Regions from separate parts of the Muntiacus reevesi genome. Here region 1 is linked to region 2. The links are chromatin contacts, called in public Hi-C maps. All regions are on one chromosome and are shown on one strand. Each heading gives the region's core, a stretch centred on a gene start, on an enhancer-like site or on the middle of the called end of the contact. The rest is flanking DNA. Distances are from core to core; before and after follow the strand shown.

What was found. Hi-C and Micro-C count contacts between places; a contact is called where the count stands out from the background.
Region 1: a contact with region 2 is called in a Hi-C map of blood, with 5 times the contacts expected there. The contact joins the promoter of GPR61 here to the promoter of LOC136147914 in region 2. A contact is called at or near these places in 2 of 3 Hi-C or Micro-C datasets (blood and muscle).

The regions. Positions count from the first base shown.
Region 1 is chr1:95,914,002-95,919,116 of mMunRee1.1, forward strand. It overlaps GPR61 (G protein-coupled receptor 61), which reads right to left and starts at 3,737. Exons shown (of 1, transcript XM_065927440.1): 1 at 2,367-3,737. The coding sequence starts at 3,722. The coding sequence ends at 2,367.
Region 2 is chr1:95,781,725-95,786,338 of mMunRee1.1, forward strand. It overlaps LOC136147914 (glutathione S-transferase Mu 1-like), which reads right to left and starts at 1,650. Exons shown (of 8, transcript XM_065907271.1): 1 at 1,514-1,650; 2 at 1,162-1,237; 3 at 668-732; 4 at 285-366; 5 at 85-185. The coding sequence starts at 1,549.

The DNA.
Region 1 (5,115 bases), core at 2,487-4,986, 130 kb after region 2:
TGGTCATGACAGAAATTGTTGGGAAAGTTCTCAGCATAATAGAAGAGAAAATTTTATTTCTTTCATGATCAACTCAGGGAAAAATAAATGCAAATAAACCATATGTCAAAAAAGCATAAAGCATATGTCAAATTCTGTAATAAATGCCAGGGAGGTCACAGTGTCAAGAGATTTCAGCCTAAATTAGCAATACCCTTGCACTCAAGATTTTCTCCTTTGGAATATAGTAAAGGAAGGGTTGGAGGGCAAAGTCAAAGAAAAAGGCAAAATAATTAACAAAATGGCTGCCAGGCAATGCTCCCCCTCCCCACCTACACGCATCTTTCCTATTTCCACTAGATTCACACTGCCACCTGCTGGCAACGCTCAGTCTACCAGTTGATCAGTGATGTTTGGATGTTTTCCCCTATCTAGAAATGCGATTCCTCATGAATTTATCTTAAAAGGGAAGAGAGAGTGGAGGAGAACATGCCTTCAATCGCAAAAGACTCTCTTCGAAATATAAATTATCTGAAGGAACTCCTCAGTGCAATAAGGCCTTGTGCTAAAATAAGTCTAGCAGTAGGAAGATAGAAACCTGGAAATTTTCCTAGATCTGAAGAGAAAAAGCTGCCCTATTTCATTTAATAAATCATTTTCTTCAACTAGAGTTTCATCTGCAACCCCCACACTTTTCAGTCTGCAGGAAGCCTCCATGTAGACATCTTGCTGCATTGGGCTGAACTCTCAAGTTAAAACCATGAACATATTTTTCAATATGTTTCTCTAAAATTCTATAATGCTTTACTATATGTGAATGCTCTTTCAAAATATAAAACAAGGTACCTGATCAAATTAAGACTGCACTCCTTGAAGGCAGTGACTATAAATCTGTGTGAGTCCCAGAGAATGGGGTATTCAGCTATTATGCACTGGGTTGAACTGAAGGAGTCAATGTTGATATCAGCATAACATTTTTATAATAAAAATTATTTATTAGCTGTTCAAAGGGGAAGCTAACCTACTCCCACCAACCCGTCTTCCCCGTTGAAGCTCAATAAACCAGGAATTTGTTCAAATACAGATCACATCACCATCTGGTCCTGCCTTGACTCTTTAATGTTACCTGATTGAAATGAGGGAAATGGATGAACAGGCAGTCCCAGATGGGTGTCCTGTCCAGTTTTGCAGTTGTTCCCCCTCCCTTGAATAGACCGCCATCAGTACCACCTAACAGTTCCTACAGTTTCAGTCAGCTGAGCCCAGTTCCTGCGCCCCCTGTCCAACCCAGGGCTGCAGATAGGAGAGAGATTTAAGTCTTTGTCACTGAAGCTAATTTTGAGAGCGATGAATGGGAGTAGGGAAGCATTTAATGAACCATGGAAACCCCACCTTTCCCATTCCCAACCTTAGTCTCTTGTACCCGGTTGTCCAGGGGGCTGGCGATGGGTCACTGCCATGAGGAGAGAGATCAGGGAGGCCAGTTCTGGAAAATAAAGATTTACAGTATTATTGGTCAGGGTTATTATGGGCCTGTCTGTATCCAACCACCTTAGCAATTCAAATGCTAACCCCTACCTTCAGCAATCCAACCCCCAATCCTTCCATTTCACCCTAAAAGACAAGGAGAAAGAGCCATCCTGTTTTAATCTTGCCTCTGCTAAGATCAAGTCCCAAAATTGATCTCTCATGTCTAAGAGAGAGAAAAAATACAACAGAACAGCTATTCCTGGAAGGTGGGAGAGAGAGCTGCAGTCAACTTTCCTCTCTTCTACTCTGTAGGCCCTGATTACTACTTCCGCTTGCTCTGACCAAACTCAAGAAAGGAATAAAGCTGGTCCTCTCACTTCAAGGAAACCTCAGGTTTAAAACTATAAAAAAATCTGTTAAATGGAAACACTTGGCTGCAATTTTGTCCTGTTTTTTAAGCCTAGCAAGGAAATGAGAAGTCAGGGGTCATTTTCTTACCTTGCCTGGGTGCAGTTTCTACCATGGGCTATTATACTGAAAAATGAAAGATCCTAAAGGGTCCTCCGAATAACTCCACACCTGGCCTGCTGCCCTATATCCTCCAACTCCTACCCTTAGAATTTCCCTGCTTCCTGAAGCATGGAAAGCTCACTGATTGAAAAGCATCATCATCATCATCTCACCTTCGTGACCCTTGACTCTCGTCACCATCTCACCAAGTTCCCTCCCCCAGTAGTCAAGGATCATAGCCATGTCCAAGGCTTTTGCCACATATCCATCCAGTTGGCTCTGTTGCTGCCGCAGAAACATTAAGCAAAAGCTGTGTGCAGAGGCCAGAAAAAGGTGATCCCACAAGGAGTTCCTTGCAGTTATAACTGGCCCCCAGCCCCATCACCCTCCAAGTGTCCACCAGCCCATCATGACTCCAGTCGTGGTGTGGGGGTGGGACGGAGGTAGTTGTCCGACATGATGATATCGCTGGTGAGTTGTTGCTCCAAGAACTCAGAGGTCTCCTCAGCTATCTGGCCAGGGATTCGAAAGTCAACTGCAGGTGGCTCCTGCTTGGGGCTGGGTACAGGTCGGGAAGCCCAGGACTCCGTGGGACAGCCAGTGCTCTGAAGAAACTGCAGGAAGTTCTCCTCAATGGAGCCCTCCCGGCTTGGCAGCCTCAGCTCCTCCTCTGGAGCCTGTTTGAAGAAGCAGACAAACTGCTTGCTGAGCTCCCCCCGGATCTGCCGATTGAGACACCCATAGAAGAAAGGGTTGGAAGTGAAGCAGAAGTAGCCAATCCAGGTCACCACATTCTCCACCTGCCCCGTCGAGACAGGCTGAGCACTCAGGGCGACATAGAGGTGAAAAGAAAAGTAGGGCAACCAGCAGAGCAGGAACTGTCCCCCCACAGCCAGGAGGACCACTGCTGCCTTCCCTCCCCCAAACGTCCGGTGTGGCGTGGTCTGGGGGGCCCCCGAGCTGGTGACCATCGTGGAGCGGCTGCTGAGAGACTCAGAGCGTTGCCGGGGGGTCTCCATCCACGTGGGCAGCGGTCCGTGCTGCATGGCAGCCACGCGGGCTACTCGGAACATGCTGCAATAGACCACCAGGATGAGGAGCAAGGGCAACAGGAAGTAAAGGACAGCAAAGACCACCACGAAGAGCTGGCAGTAGGCACTGTGGCTCCATTGGAGTGAGCAGCCTAGGGGGATGCTGGGAGCTCCCTCCTCCCGCGAGACCCTTCCCAAAACTGGCACAGAAGCCATGGCCAAGGCCTTCACCCACACACCCACCAGAACAGAGGCCACCAGCCCCAGCGTCATGCGCACCTCATAACGCATGGGGTGGACCACGTAATAGTAGCGCTCCACGTTGATGGCCGACACCGAGAGAATGGCCAGGCTAACAAAGCATATGCTCAGGAACAAGTAGAGGCGGCAGGCGACCTCCCCAAAGAGGTCATGGTCAAAGAGGGCGGAGCTGGAGAGCATGGCCAGGGGCATGAGGGTCAAGGCGGCCAGCAGGTCCACCAGGCAGAGGTGGAAGACAAAGACAAATTTTCGAAGGGCAGGTGTCTTGGCAATAACAGCCATCACAGCAGCATTGCCAGCCACAGCGGTCAAGTCCAGCAGGAGCATGAAGAAGAGGGCCACGGATTCTGAAGCCACATCCCGCAGCCCTGCCTCCGGGACCCCACTGGCAGTAGAGGGACCTGGGGTTTGAGGGGCCCTCCCCAGCGTGGAAGAGTTCCCTGACGACTGGGGGATGGGTGAGGACTCCATGGGGCCGAAAGAGGACACCCAGGGCACCTCCTGTCACAGGCCCATCCCCCATCCTAGTCCAGTGCCCCTGGGATGGCAAGCCCAGGCCCAGGCTTCCCAATTTTGTGTGTGCAGATCTGGAGGAGAGAGCGCCTCCTGCTGGAGCGTCTCAGCAGGCTCCTGTTGCCAGCCTTCAAGGCCAGTGACTGAGGGCTCAGGAGACAGCTCCAGTCCACCTTGGTGACTGCAAAGAAGCAAGAGAGGGAGCGATGCAGGAGCCTCACCCACTCAACACTCCATCTTCTGAGTGGTCTCCAGCTCCTTCTCCACTTCCTTTTCCTCTCTTTTCCACACCCTTCTCTCCTTTCAAGGATTGTTGTCCAGAGTCTAAATCCTCTGTCTCCCTTTCTCAGGGTCCCGCTGAGCTCTGGGATCGTGCCCCAGTTTTAAGGTTGCTTATGTAAATTTCCTGATTTCTTGTCTCCTCAGAATGGCAGGAATCGTTGCGGAGAACAAGCACAAGATCCGGTTTCCAGTCCCAGGTCTGGGAATTACTAACTCTGTGGCTCTTCTCAGCTTCGGTTTCCTCATAAAACCATCTGTAAAATGAAAGGAATAATACCTACTTCACAACTGTGTTTGGAAGATGCTGCAGGATTTATTAATAAAATCCTAATAAGCAGTAATGTATATATGGTGCTTTCCACATGCCAGGCCCTGTGCTCAGCATTCCACATATATTAACTCATTTTAATCCTTATGTAACCGTATAAGGTAGATATCCTTTCCCTATTTTGCGGTTGATAAAACTGGGACCTACCGGAGATAAAGGAACTTACCGAAGGTCACATAGCCCATAAGTGGCCAGGTCCAGTTACACACCCAGGAGGCCTGGCTCCAGGGCTAGTACTCAGCCCCCCGTGCCATGCTTCGCCTGAAGGTGCCCTCCACAGTGGCTGCAACACAACAGACATTCAGTAAATAGTTGTTGAATTTGAAACATCTCTAAAAATGTCTCTTGGGCTTCTCTGGTGGCTCGGTGGTAAAGAATTCCACCTGCCAATGCAGGAGACACGGGTTCCATCCCTGGACCAGGAAGATCCTATATGCCGCAGAGCAACAACTGCAACTACTGAAGCCTGCACGCCTTACAGCCCATGCTCCACAATGAGAGAAACTACCCACGATGAGAAGCCAGTGCACCACAATGATGAGTAGCCCCTGCTCGCTGCCACTAGAGAAAAATCCACACAGCAACGAAGACCCAATACAGGCAAAAATAAAAATTAATTAATTAAAAATTTTAAAATGTCTCCCGCTGTACTGGGGCCACCACTGGGAAGAGATAGCCTGAAAAGGGGAAAGATTGTGCTTAAGTTTGCTCTAACATCACCACCCCCAAGCCAAAGAGCTG
Region 2 (4,614 bases), core at 400-2,899:
ACAAAATGATCTGTGTATAAGGGATAAACTAATCTAGTCTCCTTTTAAAGCACATCCAGCCCAGATCAGCGGGAGGAGACTCACAAATTCAGGGTTGTAGCAGAGTATAGCCAACTCATTAGCAGAGTCCATAGCCTGGTTCTCCAAAACATCCATGCGAATCTTCTCCTCCTCTGTCTCCCCACCTGTAGCCACACAACAGAGACTCACCCTCAGTATCCCCTCCCAGCCCAGCCCAGGGCACGGCCACCTGTATCCCTGCCCCCAACCCCAGCCCCACTCACACATATTGTGCTTGCGAGCAATGTAGCGAAGGATGGCCTTGCTCTGGGTGAGCTTGTGAGCTCCATCAATTAAGTAGGGCAGCTGGAAGAACCACAAGGCCAGGTCAGGTAAGCCACCAGGCTCCCCTGCATCTGCTCCCTTGAGCAAGGGCAGAGAGGAAACCTGGCCCTCACAGAGCCTGTCCCATGGTAAGTACTAAATAATATGCTGTAAAATGGAGGGATGAGCTGGGACACAGAGCATCATGGAAGGGCAGGTCAGAGAACCAGGAAGCTGAGAGGCAGAGCAGAAAGCACCTGTTCCTGAAACCTCTAAGCCAGGAAAGGAGATGGATGGAGACACTGTCCACTTCCCCTCCCAGCACCCCAGCCCCTGCACCTACATTGGGGAAGTCCAGGCCCAGCTTGAATTTTTCATTCAGCCACTGGCTTCTGTCATAGTCGGGAGCTGAGAAAAAGAAGATGCAGTGAAACAACCTCCCAGGAATCCAACCCTCCTTTCCAGGGGACCTACAAAGGAGTCAGGGGCAAGACCCGCCTGAACTGGTGGATCTGGAATCTGAACCACTAATCTCACATGGAGCTTTGAGATGAAAAACAAACAGAAATTTCCTGAAACTTCATGAGTAATCCTTACAAAGGATTTAGGTAACCACTAAGGGGAGCCTGTGCCAATGGCTGATACAGGACCCAGCTGTGGACTCTCATATCCTTCCTTGGAGGTCAGCTGCACCCTAAAGGGTTAGGGAAGGGGCAGGGCCCTGCTCCAGCTGATGGAGGGCGACAGACGTGAACAACAGGGGTCAGGACATGGGGTGCTTGGCACCAAATCAGCATGAGTTGGGCAGAAGTCAGGACATGACAAGGATGCCATTACCGTCCCCCATCGTGTACTTCTTTTCCTCATAGTTTGATTCTGTGTACTCCAGGAGCAGGCGGATGGCATGGGCCAGCTGAGAGAGATGCCAGGACACAGGGCAGGCGTCAGGTCTTGACTGCAAAACTTTCAACGTTCCAGTCACTCCCATACTCCCAACCCTCTCCCCCATCCACCCACTTCGGAGCGCGCGCGCGCGCGCACACACACACACACACACCTGGGAAGGAGGCGGCGGTGCGAAGGGGCTAGGATGCAGCGAGCAGAAAACATTTCTGGCTTACCGGTCCCCAACTGCGCAGCATATCCCCGCCCGCCTCCATCCCACCCGCCCTAGCGGACCCCCGCTCACCCCGCGGATGTCCCAGTAACCCAGGGTCATAGCCATAGTCAGCGTCTGCGGATCGGGTTTCCAGCTCCGCACCGTTGATCTGGAAGTTTATCCGGTGCCTGGGTCAAGTCTGGGTGTGGCCTGAGTGAGGCCACGCCCCATCGCCTCTCTCCGCCCCGCCCCCAACTGTTGCCCAACCTCGGAAACTTTCTGGGACTCGGGGCACCCGCGACTCTTCAACGAGGCATCTGCGCCCAGGGCTGTCGAAATAGTCAATTTCCCCCTCCAGCCTCAAAACTCGGGAGCAGCGCTCTGGACACCAGGACGCTGAGGGCAGCCTGGTTGCCGTCGCCAGTCCGATCTCAGCTAAATCGGGGGAGTTGGTAGTGCGCTCGGGGAACAAGCCTGAATCCTAACGACAGCGCGAATCTTCCACCCCCCTTGCCCTCCGACGATCACTCAGACTTGCTCCTGAGTTACGGAGTTCCCTTGGGCTCTGGGACGCTCTTAACTGCCAAGTTAAGACTAAGTGGGTGCCCCTCAAGTCGAAACTCTAAATGAGCCGCTGGCGCAGAAAGATCAGTACTCCAAGTAATCCTCATGCTCCCCCGACTCTTTAGAATCCCTGACGGCAGCATATCTTCTAGAACAGACTATTAATGGGATACAAGAAACACCCAGAAGGTACAGGAAGAAGTTCATCAGTGCTTTCCTTTCAGGGACTAGAGGGGACTCATCCCTTCAGTCGTGTAGCTAAGAGTGATAATCATCAAATGTAAATTAGTCAAGTAGATTTGTGGCCTAAATAATGAATCCAAATACAGAAGCAGGCCCAGCAAAGAAGATATCCAGGTGCAACTCGAGAAATAACCCGACAAGCAGCTAGATGTCCTTCATTTTGACTGGGTCAATGACCTGCACCATGGTAGTCACAGAGGGCTCTGAATGAAGGGGGGAGAGCTGTTCTTTGAGCAGCTAGGAGCCTCTCCTGCTGCAAGGGGGACCAGTAGGGGTGGCCAGCAAGGAGCCTGGAGGACACCCCACAGGACTGCAGTCAGGGTGGGCCCAGCACAGCTTGGCTGTCCCAGTCCACAGATTCCTGCCCTGATCTTGACCCAGGTGTAGTTTTGTGTAGGAGAGGGTGGCTCAGGTGGCCTTTGATGTCACTGTGATACAACCTCCTCAAAAACAATGTTCTACCTGCCAACTTTCCTCTTTGAAGATTGAAGGCTATTTCAAAATTAGGAGAATAGGACAAGGTTGGCCTGTATTTCCTTTTCCCTCGTTTAAAGTACACTACAGAGTAATGGATACACAAAAAGAGATGACAAGACATTTTAAAAACAAATTGATTTCACAAGTTAAAAGGCAAGCTTGGAACTCTACAGGAAAGTCAGTTTAAAATTAGCTAACACTTTTTAAGGATAGAAAGGTCCCAGTATTCAATAAAGGTTTCAGACCGCCAATATAAAGTGTGGAATGGGGGTCTGAAGAAGACAGACTTTCTCTAATCCATGTTAAATCACAGACTCAGAGTCTACACAATTCGAAAGCCTTCTTTAGGGTCCAACTCTCACATTGGTACATGACTACTGGAAAAACCATAGCTTTGACTATAGGGACCTCTGTTGGCAAAGTGATGTCTCTGCTTTTTAATACGCTGTCTAGGTTTGTCATAGCTTTCCTTCCAAGGAGCAAGCATCTTCTAGTCTCATGGCTGTAGTCACTGTCCACAGTGATTTTGAAGCCCAAGTAAAGAAAATCTGTCTCTGCTTCCACTTTTTCCCCTACTATTGGCCTTGAAATGATGGGACCATGTGCCATAATCTTAGTTTTTTCAGCTTGAATTTATACCAGCTTAATTCAAATAGCTCTTAAATACTTTGCTCTTATATATTTCTGTCGTTTCTCTTTGATTATTGGTGTCACAAATTACATTTTTATGCACGTGTGTCCAAAAGCATAGACTAATAATTCTTCTTTAATGGGCTAGTCTGTTTAATTACCATGATATTAAATGGTTTGCCTTGGAAACAAACAGAGATCATTATGTCGTTTTTGAGATTGCATCCAAGTACTGCATTTTGGACTGTTTTGTTGACTATGATGGCTACTCCATTTCTTCTAAAGGATTCTTGCCCATGTAGTAGATTTAATGGTCATCTGAGTTAAATTCACCCATCCCAGTCCATTTTACCTTGCTGATTCCTAAAATGTTGACATACACTCTTGCCATCTCCTGTTTGACCACTTTCAATTTGCCTTGATTCATGAACCTAACATTCCAGGTTCCTATGCAATGTTGCTCTTTACAGCATCAGACCTTCCTTCCATCACCAGTCACATCCACAACTGGGTGTTGTTTTTGCTTTGGCTCTGTCTCTTCATTCTTTCTGGAGTTATTTCTCCACTGATCTCCAGCAGCATATTGGGCCCCTACCAACCTGGGGAGTTCATCTTTCAGAGTCCTATCTTTTTGCCTTTTCATACTGTTGATGGGGTTCTCAAGGCAAGAATACTGAAGTGATTTACCATTCCCTTCTCCAGTGGACCACGTTTTCTCAGAACTCTCCACCATGACCCATCCGTCTTGGGTGGCCCTACATGGTATGGCTCATAGTTTCATTGAGTTAGACAAGAGACTGTGGTCCATGTGATCAGATTGGTTAGTTTTCTGTGATTGTGGTTTTCAGTCTGGATTATCACAGTAATCCAAATCTATGCCTTGACCAGTAATGCTAAAGAAGCTGAAGTTGAACAGTTCTATGAAGACCTACAAAACCTTCTAGAACTAACACCCAAAAAAGATGTTCTTTTCATTATAGGAGACTGGAATGCAAAGGTAGGAAATCAAGAAACACCTGGAGCAACAGGCAAATTTGGCCTTGGAGTACAGAATGAAGCAGGGAAAAGGTTAATAGAGTTTTGCCAAGAGAATGCACTGGTGTTTGCCAAGCAAACACACTCTTCCAACAACACAAGAGAACACTCTACACATAGACATCACCAGATGGTCAACACCGAAATCAGATTGATTATATTCTTTGCAGCCAAAAATGGAGAAGCTCTATACAGTCAGCAAAAACAAGACTGGAAGCTGACTGTGGCTCAGATCATGAACC